3 separate regions of the Mus musculus genome follow, and regions 2 and 3 are each linked to region 1. Evidence: chromatin contacts called from public ChIA-PET and Hi-C data. All regions are on one chromosome and are shown on one strand. The core of a region is the stretch at or near the end of the contact, and the rest is flanking DNA. Distances in the headings are between cores, read along the strand shown. Region 1 holds the start of En2 (engrailed 2). Region 2 has its middle 28 kb from the start of Cnpy1. Region 3 has its middle 23 kb from the start of Gm35524.

Region 1 (2,700 bases), core at 186-2,685:
TGGGCTGCGCGCCCAGAGTGGCGCTGGCTTGAGAGCTGTCCGAGTCGGAGCTCACCGACAGGTCACCGCCGCCCAAGCCCCGGGCTTTGAGCACTCCATCCAAGGAACCCCCAGGATCGCCGGGTTTTTTGGCACCACCGTGAAGTGATAGCGTCTTGGAACCTCCTTCTCCGTCGACCGCAGGGTCGCCAGCGGCGGCGGAGAGCGTTCCTCCCGCGCTGGGTGCGCACGCTGGGTTCGGTCGGGACTCCCTGGCGCCCAGTAGCTGCTCGGCTCCGCCTGCGCCGCCGCCGCCTCCTTCGGTAGTGCCAGCGCCGCCTTCGCCTCCCCTGGCTCCGCCCGCGCCCGCACAGCAAGTCCCCGCGTCCTTTCGGCGGCCAAACTCAGGCCGCAGGATGTTATCGATGAAGAAGTTGGTGATGCGATGTGGATGCTGGTGGTTGCCTGGCGCCTGTAGGACCTCGGGCAGCATCAGAGCCCGCCGGCGGCCGGTGTCCGAGTCGCTCGGGCTGCTGCCGCCGCCAGAGCCGCCGCCGGAGCTGGGTTCCGGCTGTCTCTGCGCCTCCGCCGCCGTCTCGCTGGGCTTGGAATCCTTCTCCTCCATACTTCACAGAAAATCCCAAATCGCCTCTCCACCGGCCCACCGCCAAAGCGATCTCCGGCCGATCCGCGGCACACAGCGAGCCCCGAGCGCTCCTACGCAGCCGAGTCCTCCGAGCGTGCGAGCGGCGACAGTGGCCAGGGCTGGAGTCCTACAGGTCGCCGGGCGCGCTCGGAGCCAAGCCACGTTCGGATCCACGGAGTGCGTTAGCAAATCACCAGTCTCCCCGCCGGCAGGGACGCCGGGCGATTCAACGGAAGCGGGTCCCGGTCTTGGCGACGCACCGGACTCTAGATGGTCACCGCACCACTCCGGGGACCCGGGACGTCCGTGCAACTCCGCGCTCCTTTTGGTGGTCAGCAGCCTCGGGCTCCGGCGCCGCCGCCTCCGCCGCTGCCGCGCGCATGCAGGCAGCGCGCCGCCCGCGCTCACTGCCGCTCGGGCCCGCTCGGGCAGCCACTGCTCGGCCGTTGCCACCCGCCGGTCCCGGCCGACCCTCGAGGCTGCTGGGCGCGGGTTCTCAGCGCGCCCGCAGCCGCCAGCACGCACATGGAGGGCCGTGGGCCCGCGCTGCGCTCCGCCCGCCCCGGGGCTCCCCGCGCCAGGCCGCCGCCCCGCTGCGGGCCGGGGCGCCCCACGGGCGAGCGGCTGCGCCCCCGCTGAGCCCCGCGCAGCCCCGCGGCCCGAGCCGCATGAGTGAGGGGCGGGAGGCCGGGCCGGGCAGGGCCTCCTGCGCTCCCTCCCTCCCGGTCCGCGCGCCTTCGCTGCCTCGGCTTTCGCGCGGGCTCGGGAAAATTTCAGGCCACTTAGCGCAACCTGAGACACTTTCACTCTGGATTTTTGTTCTTATTTTTAACAGAGCCCCCTCAAGTGACGTCGCGGGCCGGTCTCCTGGACACGTGCCTCGGGCCAATGGCAGCCGCGCCGCTCATCCACGTGACGCGCCCGCGGCAGCTTGGTGACAGGAACCGCCTGCCGCCCCTCCCCCGCCGCCACCTCCCCTCCCCCCTTTAAAGTGGCCGTGCCCAGGGCTCCCGGCGCGGGAGCCTATAATCCAGCCAGATCCATCGGCGAGTCAGCGGTGCTCACTCGCACTCCTCATCTTCTCTCGGTTAGAGACGCTGAGGAAGCTTGTGAACAGTCCCACCAGGTCACTGCTACGCCTAACTGGACACGCGCCGAAAGATCGTTATTTTTTAACATTCCCATATTGTTTACGGTGTGGTGAGATCCCACAATTCCTTGCACAAAATGCATAAATAAAATTAAATGAGGTACCGAGATACAAAGGGACGTTTGTGACCCGCTTTCTTTGCTGGTGGAGGGGAAAATTGTCACTTTGGTTCCCCAGCAGCGTGCAGTCCTAATCGGCAGGCAAGAGCACAGGTACCTGCAGAATCCTACTCTCAGCATGCATGTTTGTGCCTGTGCAGGAGACGCATGCATACGGAAAGATTCCACCCGTGGACAGTGGCTCCTCGGGAACCTCAACGTAGATCTTTATCTATGCGAGAATACACTTTAGTGCACCATTTAAGAAAGGAGAAATAAAAGGATTATTTAAGAAGGGTTATAACATGATCTTCTAATTTAGAAATGAGTGATGACTGCTTAGCCAAACCTTTAACCCATCCACCCCACAAGTGATCCTGAATACAGCTGTACACACACACACACACACACACACACACAGAGAGAGAGAGAGAGAGAGAGAGAGAGAGAGAGAGAGAGAGAGAGAGACAGAGAGACAGAGAGACAGAGACAGAGACAGAGAGAGAGAGAGACAGAGACAGAGAGAGACAGAGAGAGACAGAGAGAGACAGAGAGCCAGTCAGAGACAGAGACTGAGACAGAGAGCCAGTCATCAGTACTCCCCATTTCCTATGTTGAGCCACCAGGCCACTGATCTCCTTATCTTTGTATCAAAACATTTAAGCTGATTTTGGAAGAAAGCAAGGCTAATTTGAAAGAATAGGGATGCTGTGATAGGAGGGGGAGCTCCAATTTGTTTTCCCTTGCTCTGTCTTTATTCCTTCTCTAAACTTCCCTCCAGTTGCTGACAGAATGGCTCTTTTCTACTCTCTTTCCCCAACATCTCC
Region 2 (2,700 bases), core at 64-2,563, 73 kb before region 1:
TCAATTGGCAGGAAAGGGGCTGCAGTGCGGGGAGATGGCAGAATTGCCTTCTAGTTTGTGCTGTTATTTATCCCTTGGGAGAGCCTCTTTATCACCACCCTGAGTGTCCACCCCATGCAAGAGATAATAGGGATTTTATTTGGGGCTTGGCTGTGGGGGCAGCAGACTCCAGTTCCTCACCTCACAGAGATGTTCCTCTGATCAGTCCCCTCTTCTCCAGTGCAGTCACACCAGGAACAGAAACAGCCACAGGAAATTCTCTTTCAATCCACTTTTCAATCCACTGAAATGGCCCAGATGTTCAACATGGTGGTGGGCAAGACCTGATGGGCATAGCTATCTGACTCTTCAGCACCAGGACGGACACCCTATGTCTGCGTGATGCCTGATACCAACACAGGGAGCTTACCTCTAATCCCTTTGTTTAGGTCAGCCTGGCACCCTGATCACTAGGGCTGTCTCAGACTTCCTCATCTCCCACGTCCCTAGAAGAACCTACAAGTCCACATCCCGAGAGAACCTGAAGAGATGGAGCTTCCATTCATCCACTGTCCTCTGTGGCTTAGGAGTATCCAGTGCTTGCTGGCACTGTGCCTACAGCCCTGCGCACCTCCTTGCACATTCACACGTGATCTAGAGTCTTGTCACCTGCAAGTCTCCATGCTAACCCTTGCGATCCAACAGAGGAGACCTCCAAAGTGCCTAGGCCCTGCCATCAGGGCTCTTTCAAGGCCAGTGCAGCTGGATTGTACACTGAGCTGGGAACAGGTTTAGCCCTGGTCCCAGCAGCCAGGCTCCCTTCCTGATTAGCTTCTTGCTAGCAAGTCTGAAGTCACCAGGCAGACCATTAAGAGGACCAGAGTTAGTGAGAGCAAGGGTTCCAGGCAGTGACTTGTCTAAGTCCATATATGGATGTATATGTGCCTAGGTGTGTATGCTCAATTATATGTATGTGCATGTGTGTGTGCACCTGTATAAGTGTGTGTATGCATATCTGTATGTCTGCACATGTGTATAAGTGAATCTGTGTGAGCACATGTGCATGTGTGCATGTACACATGAGAATAAATGGGTGGCTACCAGAAACAGGCTCTTATTTGCCTTTCAGAGCAGAGACAGCCTAGGCACAACTGTGGATGGTGTGGCGCTCTGTTTTAGCTACAATGATGACACCTTGATTGATTAGGAAGCTCTTGGTATCCCAGAGCTGGGAAGGGAAGATAAGTCACATTTCCTGCTTATTGGGCAGGACTCACAGTCCTGTGGGGCTTGTGCTGTTCCAGGAAGAGCCAGCAGGCGGATCTTTCTCCCACTGCTTCTCATCCTCCCAGACCCCCTCAAAGGGTTAACAAGCTCCTCCCTCTCCCCAAACTTAGGGAATTTAACATTTGTGCCTTCTTCACCACTGTGGGGAGAGGCTTTGGATTAAAGGGGGGTGGGGAGTCTTAATCCTCCTCGTGGGCATTGGGACAGTGCGGAGCAGCCAGATCCTAACGTTTGGCCATTTGAAGGGAGGAAGAGCTTCCCCAGCAGAAGCAGGTAATTACAAACTTCTCAAAGAAAGCTCCCTGATCCCGAGATATTGTTCTCTGTTCAAAGATGCTCAGTTCCTTGCTTTGTCCTGTCTGATTTTGCATACTTCACCCATGGCCTCTCTTGAGCACATACAATAACTCCGCACTGTCCTGAAAATGGCCCAAACCTTCCCCCTTTTTGGAGAATGGCACACTCCAAGCCTAAGACAGCCTCATTTGTTGGCCCACTAAAAATGTCAGGCCCTGTTGGGTACCTGGCTCTTTCCTTCTCCCTCATCCTCCACCCTGGGCTTCCTGTGTAGAACTTCCTGAGTTTGCAGGATGGCTGCAGCAGGCAAGGGAAGCCTCCTGGAGACAGAGCTTCTGAGTCAGCTGTCACACTGTGTGCCTGAGAAGGCTGCCTCTGTCCCACTTATTCTTGGCCTTCAGACCTGCCGTGGACATTCTTTACAGACAGCATCTTCTTGTAAGTAGGAATGTGAGTGGTGCTCATGTGAATATTGGGGAGCTGATAATGAGGAGCAAAGGAGAGAGGAGCAATGTCTGTTTTCTGAAGATGGAATGAGGTAGATGTGCTCAAAGGAGTTGGTTCCCTGAGTTAGACCTTCCTTACAGTGTTCTCCTGGCCAGGGGGACACCCTGCTGCAGGCTGCATCCCACAGTACTATGAGGTTTATAATTCAAATTGTTCAGCTAGACATTTAAAAAACAAAACAAAACAAAACCCTAAAAACCTAGAATACTTCTGAGAGAGAAGCAGAAGGCATCATAAAATCAAACAGAGTCCTGGAGGCTCCAGAGCTGCTCGATGGGCAAAGTGCTTGCTATCCATACACAAGAGGTCCTCAGCACCGCATTAAAGCAGCAGGGCCTGTAATCTATGCTGAGAAGGCAGAGAGGCTCCCTCGGGCTTGCTGCCAGCTAGTCTGGGCAAACCCATGGGCTCCAGGGTCAGTGAAACACTGTCTCAGAAGACAAGGTTTGAACAATGGAGCGAGACAGCAGATGTCACACAAACTGTTCTATCTGAGGAGAGGGAAAGCCCCCTCTACAAGAGTGGTTTAAAGGCTAGGACCTAGAGGAAAGAGGCTAGAGAGATGGCTCAGTGGCTAAGAGTGTGTGCTGCTTTTACAGGGGACCCAAATTCCACCTATGTCAGGTGGCT
Region 3 (2,700 bases), core at 86-2,585, 100 kb before region 1:
GATACAGATGGACACATAATGTAGATTTGCTTATAAACTTTGATTTGGATATAAGTGTAGGTAAAGATACAGGCAAATACTGGGGGCTGTTGAGAGAGCTAGCTCTGCAGAAGGGTTGAGGATACCATAAGAACATGGTTCACAGAATCAACTGCCCAGGACTCGTGGGGGTCACAGATATTAGGGGGTGTATATGGATCTTACCTAAGCCCTCTGCATATGTGTTATGGCTGAGAGGCTTGGTCTTCTTGTGGGACTCCCAACAGTGGGAGTTGGGGCTGTCTCTGATGCTTTTGCCTGCTTGTGGGATCCCTTTCCTCCCACCGGGTTGCCTTGTCCAGTCTTGATGTGATGCTATGTGCTGGGTCTTATGGTCTCCACTGATACTGTGTCGTGCTGAGTTTGGTTGATGTCCCTGGGAGGCCTGCTCCTTTCTGAGGGGAAGCAGAGGGAGGGTAGACATGAGGATCAGTAGAGGTGGGAGAGAGAGACCAGGGGAAGGGAGGGCTGGGTAACTGCAGTTGGGTTGTAATATATGAGAGCAATACTTTTTTTAAAGAAGAAAGAAAGGAGAGAGTCTTACAGAGAGAAACAGAGAAAGAGACAGATAGATGAGAGAGGGAGATAGATGAGAGAGAGAGAGAGAGAGAGAGAGAGAGAGAATGAATTTGCTCTGTGACCGACAGCTAAAGCCCACAGCCTCTCTGTGTGGGTTGGAGATCCAGGGAGTCCAAGAGTGTGACTCTCAGTCAGAGGCTGAAAACCAAGGACCTGCACTGGCCCAAGGGCTGGCATCTAAAGTTCAGACGTCTGACTCAGCTGGATACCTAGGGTGGAAGTGAACTCTCCTGTGTCATGCTGCCACATCTGGCCTAGGTGACAGAATGGCACCTGCAGCATTGGCAACGTCAGGCTATTCTTCAGTCAGAAGTTAGGCGGCTGGTGTTTTCTAGAAACAAAAAAGAATGGTTCACCAGTCGTTGATATGTTGACACTTCACCACCACAATCTACTTTACAAGTTGGGGACCTGAGTCTAGATGGCAAGCATTCCCCAGCTTCCTGTCTTAGTTACGTACCACAATAAACAAACCTAACAAAAGCAACTCCGAGGAGAAGAGATTCATTTTGGCTCGCAGTTCCAGAGGGTTAGAGAATGTCATATTAGGGAAAGTGTGGCAAGAGCAGGAGGCTGGCCACATTACATCTACACTCCAGGAAAGAGCAAACAGGAAGTAGGGCGAAGCCAAAAAGCCTCAAGGCACGCCCTCATTGAGCCACTTCCTCCAGGATCACTTTCTAAAGTGATCACTTCACTTTCTAAAACCTACACAGGCTGTGCAAACAGCGTCAGAAACCACTTCAAACACACGAGCCTGTGGGAGACAGTTTACATTCAAACCCTAATGTGCCCAGTAGGCAACACCCATGCCTGGGGAGGCAGCTGCCTGAGGAGCAGAGCACTCACCCTGGAGCCACTTGCCCGTTACAACCTCACACTCACTGCAGCCTTGGAAGGCACTGCATAAAGGAGGAATCTGAGACCAGCTCCAACTTACTTGCCTGGACTTGATGATAAGAATGATAGACATATAGGCCAGTGCTTATCTCAGAGCTCAGGGCACTGCCTGCCCCGAAGTGTGGATGTTCAGTCACTATTGGCTTATATGCAAGGGATAGTGCTGTTTAAATCCCAAGGTGTCCCTGGTCTGAGTGATACATCCAGATGCCCAAGGAAGGCCTGGGGTTACACAGGGGAGAGGAAAGCTTTGTGATGCACCCCAGAGTACCTTTCCAACATCGGAAGGACCTTCCTTATCCCCATAACATTGCATCATACTGTCCAAGCTGCATAAACATGGCAGCAGTCCTTTTATAGCCAAAGCCCCAAAGACTGGACATATCTGCCCTTGATGGGTGCTGGACAAGGAATGGCACCAGGAATAACTTAACACGGTGTTGGGTGGGACAGAGAGGCAGAACAACAGGTATTCAGGGGTCAGCTCCCAAACTGAAGGCTCACATCAGATAAGTGAGAGTTCATGGTTGCAAAGTCACGTTCCCTACATAGGAAAAGACAACTGTAATCCCCATTGTAGTGGGTGACAGTCTCAGGACTCCCTGTGTTCAGCTACAGAGGAGACGTGATCTTGAAATGCAACTGAGACCTGCTGGAGAACTACAAGTTGCCCTGAACCCCTTTATCCTGCATATTTGCACAGGGGACTCTTGAGCCTTTGCTGGCTTTAAAATGTCTGACTTCCTATGCCCACTGGATGGTCAACCTGAAGGGGGGCTTTTTCTGCCTTTTTCCTGTTTTGTGCAGCAGAAAAGCCCAGGGGAGAGATGAGGATGCAGGAGAAGAAAAAAAGCCCTCAGTAAGCTGGAAGGATAATAAGAATGTTGGCAGCAGGGCCAAATACAGACTTCCCAGCTCCTGCCTCCTAAGTCAAAATGCCCAGTGCTGAGTCCTCCGTGCCTCTGAAAGCGAAAGAAAGAACTTTCACCACCAGAGCAGAAGGCCCGCACTGCCCAGAGATACTGTGGGGTAGACCTGCCTTCAAGATCAGAGGTCTTCGGACTTAAGATTCGACAGTAAAATTATAAAACAAAAACAAAAACAAAACAAACAAACAAACAAAACCAGTGAGCGAGGATCACCTACTCCTAGTGCCAGGGTGGGCTGATACCCAGGGATGGG

Evidence for each region. Hi-C and Micro-C count contacts between places; a contact is called where the count stands out from the background. ChIA-PET counts read pairs in DNA pulled down with a chosen protein or histone mark.
Region 2: a Hi-C map of cerebellum shows a contact between it and region 1, with 2.6 times the contacts expected there. The contact joins the enhancer-like site here to the promoter of En2 in region 1. A contact is called at or near these places in 7 of 39 promoter capture datasets (the 3T3-L1 cell line, 3T3-L1-derived adipocytes, cranial neural crest and 3 more), 7 of 484 Hi-C or Micro-C datasets (brain, cerebellar granule neurons, cerebellum and 3 more), 6 of 115 datasets of contacts at active chromatin or transcription factors (CD8 T cells, embryonic hindbrain, embryonic midbrain and 1 more) and 4 of 9 other capture datasets (adipose tissue, embryonic stem cells, liver and 1 more).
Region 3: a contact with region 1 is called in an RNA polymerase II ChIA-PET map of memory CD8 T cells, with 104 read pairs. The contact joins the enhancer-like site here to the promoter of En2 in region 1. A contact is called at or near these places in 3 of 484 Hi-C or Micro-C datasets (cerebellar granule neurons, cerebellum and pre-pro-B cells), 4 of 115 datasets of contacts at active chromatin or transcription factors (CD8 T cells, bone marrow-derived macrophages, embryonic stem cells and 1 more) and 3 of 9 other capture datasets (adipose tissue, embryonic stem cells and pancreatic islet).

The regions. Positions count from the first base shown.
Region 1 is chr5:28,164,431-28,167,130 of GRCm38.p6, reverse strand. En2 (engrailed 2) reads right to left here and starts at 1,435. Exons shown (of 2, transcript NM_010134.4): 1 at 1-1,435. The coding sequence starts at 604.
Region 2 is chr5:28,237,019-28,239,718 of GRCm38.p6, reverse strand. It overlaps a transcript of Cnpy1 not described here. Among named protein-coding and RNA genes, the nearest start is that of Cnpy1, 28 kb to the right of the region's middle. Within about 2 kb of position 1,313, at least 19 of the 459 cell types and tissues checked have an H3K27ac peak or open chromatin away from gene starts, as enhancers often do. A contact at or near this core is called in cerebellar granule neurons and cerebellum, where this site is marked.
Region 3 is chr5:28,268,461-28,271,160 of GRCm38.p6, reverse strand. No RefSeq gene overlaps it. Among named protein-coding and RNA genes, the nearest start is that of Gm35524, 23 kb to the left of the region's middle. Within about 2 kb of position 1,335, at least 98 of the 459 cell types and tissues checked have an H3K27ac peak or open chromatin away from gene starts, as enhancers often do. A contact at or near this core is called in CD8 T cells, adipose tissue, bone marrow-derived macrophages and 2 more, where this site is marked.